Regions from separate parts of the Ovis aries genome. Here region 1 is linked to region 2. The links are chromatin contacts, called in public Hi-C maps. All regions are on one chromosome and are shown on one strand. The core of a region is the stretch at or near the end of the contact, and the rest is flanking DNA. Distances in the headings are between cores, read along the strand shown.

Region 1 (2,781 bases), core at 255-2,754, 48 kb before region 2:
TTGTCATTGTTACACAGAATTGTTTTACTAGAGATCTTTACATGATTTTAATCGCCTTTCTCCTACCAAGACTGCTCATCTATCAACAGTGTGAAGGCCCTGAGGATGCTAAGTGCAGTTCAGTGGGTGTCAGGACTGCGCTGGAATTGTTTTCTGTGCTGAAACGTTCCTTCCATCAAGATTCGGGACCCTCCCGTGATTAAAAGTTATCCTTTGTTCTCGATTACCTTGGGATGAACCTCGAATTTCTTAAGCGTGACACAAAGAATTTGACTCTTGAGGGGTTCTCCAAGCTCATGTGTCGCTTCTTCCCCCTTGAATTCTTTGTTCCAGCCAGATGACAGACACTACGGATGAACTCAGCTCTCCTTCCTTCTTGGGCACAAGTAGCACCCTTTCCTGGTACCCTGGCCGACTCCGACTTGTCCATCCCTCATTTCTTTCTTTTGTGTAATTCATATTTTTCAGGGTGGGTATATAGTTGGGATTCTCTAGTACATTTCCTTAAGAGGTTTGGTTTCGGTTTATGCTCTTTAATCTTTGTTTCCCAGAGTTTCTATAGAAATTGCTTAAATGGAGTAGGAGGGAGCTAGGGGCGAGCACAGAATGACCTTCCCCAGGGTTACAGATAAGTGAGATTAGGAGAGATATGACCTGTTGGGCGTTTGCAAAGGGACGGGTCCGCGGAGGCCAACCCACCCTTCGGAGGTTAACCCACCCTTCTGAGGTTAAAGTGCGGAATCTCAGAACCGGATGTTACCGCAATTTGCAGTTACTCTTGTAAGAGACTGCAGGCTGTACGGATGGGTCAAGAGGAAGCCTAAGGGCTTGTGTCACGTAAGATAAGGAGTGCTTGCGCTCCAGGCTCGAAAAAAGGAAGGCGAAATGTCATTTCTAGTGGGTTCCCTTCTATCCACTCCAAAAGGGACAGACGGTTGCTCTTAACAATCGCGCGCTCTAAGAAGAGCTGGGTAGTGGCCGTAAGCGAGTGTGAGTGTAAAGACACCATTTCCTCTCGCCCTTTGCGCACTAAGATGTCTACGTGGGGTCCGGGGGAGGCACAGTTCGCGGGACTCCGCGGCGTGCGAACCTCAGCCCCAGTTCCTCGCTGGCCCAGGCCTGGAGCGGGCTCTGCGAGATTTCGGAACCCAGCGCGAGTCCTCAGGGCGAGTTCCGGAGCGCAGAGGGTCCGCCTGGCGTGCCTGGCGGTCTGGCAACTGCGCCCACCTGGGCAGTCCCGTGCCCACCCGAGGCTCTCCGCAGAGAGCCCCGCCGGGCGGAGAGGCGCGACGGCTGGAGATGGCCTCTCGGCGCCCTCTGCGCGTCGGCATTCTTCGCCCGGCAGTCGGGGCGCCCTCAGCCGCGGCCCCGGGCGGAGGAGACGAGTTTCCGGGGCTCGCGTCCCGGCCGCCAGCCTGGGGAAGGAGCGCGGAAGCGAGTGGGCGGCGGGAGGCGGGGCGCGGGGCGCGGGGGGCGTGGACCGGCCGGCTTTGGAAAGGCCCCAAGTGAATGAGGCGCGCGCCGGCGGCAGAGCGCCTCTCCAAGCTGGGCTTTCCCCCGCGGCGCGGGCGCCAGGAGCCGCCTTTTCCGCTGGGTGTCACTCGGGGGTGGGGGATATGGCCCATTCAAAAGCGCCGCGAGGGGGCCCGGCCAGTGCCCTTCAGTGAGCGCTCGCAAGAGGACGGCGGAGCCCCGGCGGCTCGCAGCTCCGGGACCTTGTGGCGCATCAGGACGCGGCTGCCCTGCTGCCCGGACCCCGAGCCGCCGCCGCCGCCGCCGCCGCCCTGCTTTCTGCGCGTTAGCCTCCTCTGCGCGCTCCGGCCCGGAGGCCGCGGGAGCCGTTGGGGCGAGGACGGCGCGCGGCTGCTGCTGCTGCCCCCGACCCGGGCGGCTGGAAGCGGAGAGGCCGAGCCGAGCGGCGGCGCCCCCTATGCCGGGAGGATGTTGGAGAGCAGCGGCTGCAAGGCGCTGAAGGAGGGCGTGTTGGAGAAGCGCAGCGACGGGCTGCTGCAGCTCTGGAAGAAGAAGTGCTGCATCCTCACCGAGGAGGGGCTGCTGCTCATCCCACCCAAACAGCTGCAACACCACCAGCAGCAGCAGCAGCAGCAACAGCAGCCCGGGCAGGGTTCGGTCGAGCCGTCCCAACCCGGAGGCCCCGCCGTGGCCAGCCTCGAGCCGCCGGTCAAGCTCAAGGAATTGCACTTTTCCAACATGAAGACCGTGGACTGCGTGGAGCGCAAGGGCAAGTACATGTACTTCACCGTGGTGATGGCTGAGGGCAAGGAGATCGACTTTCGGTGCCCGCAGGACCAGGGCTGGAACGCCGAGATCACGTTGCAGATGGTGCAGTACAAGAATCGCCAGGCCATCCTGGCGGTCAAGTCCACGCGGCAGAAGCAACAGCACTTGGTCCAGCAACAGCCTCCGCAGCCGCAGCCGCTTCAGCCCCAAAGCCAAGCCCAGCCGCAGCCTCAGTCCCAAGCCCAGCCGCAGCCCCAACCCAAACCGCAGCCCCAGCCCAAACCCCAGGCTCAGCCGAAGCCGCAGCCGCAGCCGCTTCATCCGTACCCGCATTCGCACCCTCACCCGCACCCGCACCCGCACGCGCACCCACTACCGCACCCGCACCCACCGCCGCTCTCGCAGGCGCACGGCCACCGGCTCCTCCGCAGCACCTCCAACTCGGCCTGAAGAGGGCAGCACCCGGCCCGAACGCGGTAAGGTCGGCGCGGGTCCGGGGAGCGGCTCTGGGGGTGTCAGAGCCGGAAGCCTGCTCACGGG
Region 2 (2,829 bases), core at 133-2,632:
GCTCCGATCTGCATTCGTGACCCGTGACTGGACCATATTTGGTATCCAATGTCCTCCATCAACCTGAGTCACCAAGCTCAGGTCAGAGTTCTGCTTTAAGCTGTGTGGCCTAAGAGTGCCTAATTCCCACTCTCCTAACCAGCCAGGGCAAGGTTTTGTAGCTGAGTGCATCCTGGGGGTAAAAGCTTGGGTGATGCTTTTGGGAGGGATGGTATATTCTCTTGTGATAAGGTGTATAGAAGCTGTACTGCCTTTCTTAGACCCTTACGAGAAAAATTACACTAGAAAGCTCACCTGGGGTGGAGGGAAATGGGGACTTTGAACTTTACAGCTCAGCAGGGAACTGAGGACTTTGAACTTTACAGCTCACCTATTTCCTTGCTTTTGGTGGGTTACTGGAGAGGCTGAGAGCAATCTCGCTTCCAAGTATAGTCCTTGAATGCACTTTTGATCAGTAATGTAGGCCATTAGACGCTTTCTGTCTGGTCCCTTAGAGGGATTTTTTTTTTCCTTTTGTGGGCATCTTTTTTTTCCTACTTTGTTCATGTTTTTGGATGAACTCTATTTAGCTCTTTAATTAACATTTTGAAGGCATCCTGAGTAGGCTGAAGAATGAAATCACCACCTGATGTATTGGACTAGGGCTGTAGATCATTCTTTAGATTGTGTTAAGACTTCTCTGCCAGTTATTATAAACTCTCTGCCTTTCTGAATGCAGACACTGGGCTCCCACCTTCTTCATCGTAAATGATTCTGTCAAACTCATTGCAACTGTCATCCTCACATGAGTTTGGCCTACTTCTAAGCAAGTAAAGCAAATTCTCCGAATGTCAAACTTACGATGGAGATCTAAGGGGCATCCAGATCATTGCTCTCCTCTATTCTACCCCTCCTACCCCACCCCAGCAACTGGTGGGAGGGGTCCCGATAACTGTTGTCAGCAGAGGCCAGTGGATCCTGCCTAAGTGTCTTCAATGCCAGTTCAACTGCTATTTTTTTAAATTTTTTATTTAATATATTGGAGCATAGCTGATTAGCAATGGTGACTCAGCCATATACACACATGTATCCATTTCCCCCAAACCCCTCCCATCCAGGCTGCCACATAACACTGAGCAGAGTTCGCCATTCCATGCCGTGGTTGGTTATCCATTTTCAATATATCAACTGCCAGGTTCCTTGTAGCAGGAAATGAGTGCTTATCCGTACTCTCAGCTCCTGAGCTGCACTATCCAGACCTGGTTGTCTCACCGTCCTCTGCCAGTGGATTTACATCATTATTTGTGCCCCGTGTGACTGCCCTGTCTCCAGCTCTGTTGAGACTGTCTGTGGGTGGTTTCCCTTTACTGGGATGACAAGGGCAAAGGTCAGAAACTTCCATGATTCATTTCCTTTTTGCTACACGCAGCGTATGGTTTTCTGGGTGAGTCACTCAGATGCCAAACACAGGAGGGATTTTCTTCACATAGAGGCCCCGAGGCTCCGCTATGCCCTGAACTAGAAGAACTGAGTTCTTAATATCATCTTAAAACTTTGTATTTATTCTGATGAGTTCATAACCCTGTTTGTAGCCCCTGTCTTTGTGTCTGATGACTGATTTTGTGAACACTGCCTACTCCATGGAGAACTTTCTGGCGTCTTGTGAATTCCAAGTGATTTCTGACTTTAGAATAGTTACTCTCTTAAAAAAACATACCCCAAACATACTCCAGTATTTAAAGAATCTCTGGTATGCCGTCTATACTGGAGCATTAACCGCAGTCTCCTATGCTGCCTCAAAAACCCTCCCTCCTCTCTTTCTTCCAGAATAACAATCTATGGCAAGAACATAGACCTCAACAGAGGACGATGTTTAAAAGCCTACTCTGCAGTAAGGTGTCTTTTCCTCAGTGAAGGGCGGGTTATATTTTCTTTCTTTAACCTTCTGAAAATTATGAAATAGAGTATATAAACAGAAAACAGAAACGCAGTATAATCAATAATTACAAAGTGAACACCCCTCAATCAAGGAAGGGAACAGGGCCAGCCCCGAAGCCCCTCCTTTGTTTGCCTTCCAGACCACACTCCCTCCTTCCCTTCTAGAAGTCACCTCTAGCCTGGCTTTGGTGATAGTCACTTCCTGGCTTTCCTGACCACCTGTTTTGTAAGGTTATTATTTTCTAAAGCAGTATCACGTCTATCTTCTGCCGGCGGCACTGTGTCGTGCCTTTGTTGTAAGTAGTGACCACAGGCTGGAGTGTATACAGCGTATACACCCTGTTCTCTTCCTTCCCCGCAAACCCCCAAGACCTGCTGATCTGTGTTTTCTGTGTCGTGAAGTAGCAACATTCTGGTATGCACATGTTGAAAATAATGACAGTGGAGAGATGAAGCAAGCGTGAACCTTCCCGTGGCCGTTCTCCCACATTCTGGGTTTTCTGAACTGCCTGCCCGTGTGGTTCGATGCTTCGGTTGTGGCTCTTTGCGACCCCATGGGCAGGTGCCCTCCAGGCACCTTTGTCCGTGGGACTCTCCAGGCAGGGATACTGGAGTGGGCTCCCATGCCCTCCTCCAGGGGTGCTTCCCACCCCAGGGATTGGACCCGTGTCTCCTAACATCTCTTGCACTGGCAGGCAGGTCCTCTACCACTGGGGCCACCTGGGAAGAAAGTAGAGTTAAATGATTTTGTGATGGGAAATAGGAGATTTCCTCTTTAATTTCCCTGGGAAATAGCCCAGAAAGTTCTAAAATATGCAGAACTTGGACATGAAAAATACCCAGTTACTTTGTCCTGGACTACCCCCTGCCCTTTGCTTCCTTCTTGCAGAACAATCGTGCCATTTCAAATAC

Evidence for each region. A called contact is a pair of places that touch in the nucleus more often than the background predicts.
Region 1: a contact with region 2 is called in a Hi-C map of liver, with 3 times the contacts expected there. The contact joins the promoter of PHLDA1 here to the enhancer-like site in region 2. A contact is called at or near these places in 4 of 16 Hi-C or Micro-C datasets (liver, skin fibroblasts and tail adipose tissue).

What each region holds. Positions count from the first base shown.
Region 1 is chr3:112,066,121-112,068,901 of ARS-UI_Ramb_v3.0, reverse strand. It overlaps PHLDA1 (pleckstrin homology like domain family A member 1), which reads left to right and starts at 1,504. Exons shown (of 2, transcript XM_012173944.4): 1 at 1,504-2,717. The coding sequence starts at 1,510. The coding sequence ends at 2,691.
Region 2 is chr3:112,018,009-112,020,837 of ARS-UI_Ramb_v3.0, reverse strand. No RefSeq gene overlaps it. Among named protein-coding and RNA genes, the nearest start is that of PHLDA1, 48 kb to the left of the region's middle. Within about 2 kb of position 1,382, at least 18 of the 54 cell types and tissues checked have an H3K27ac peak or open chromatin away from gene starts, as enhancers often do. A contact at or near this core is called in liver and tail adipose tissue, where this site is marked.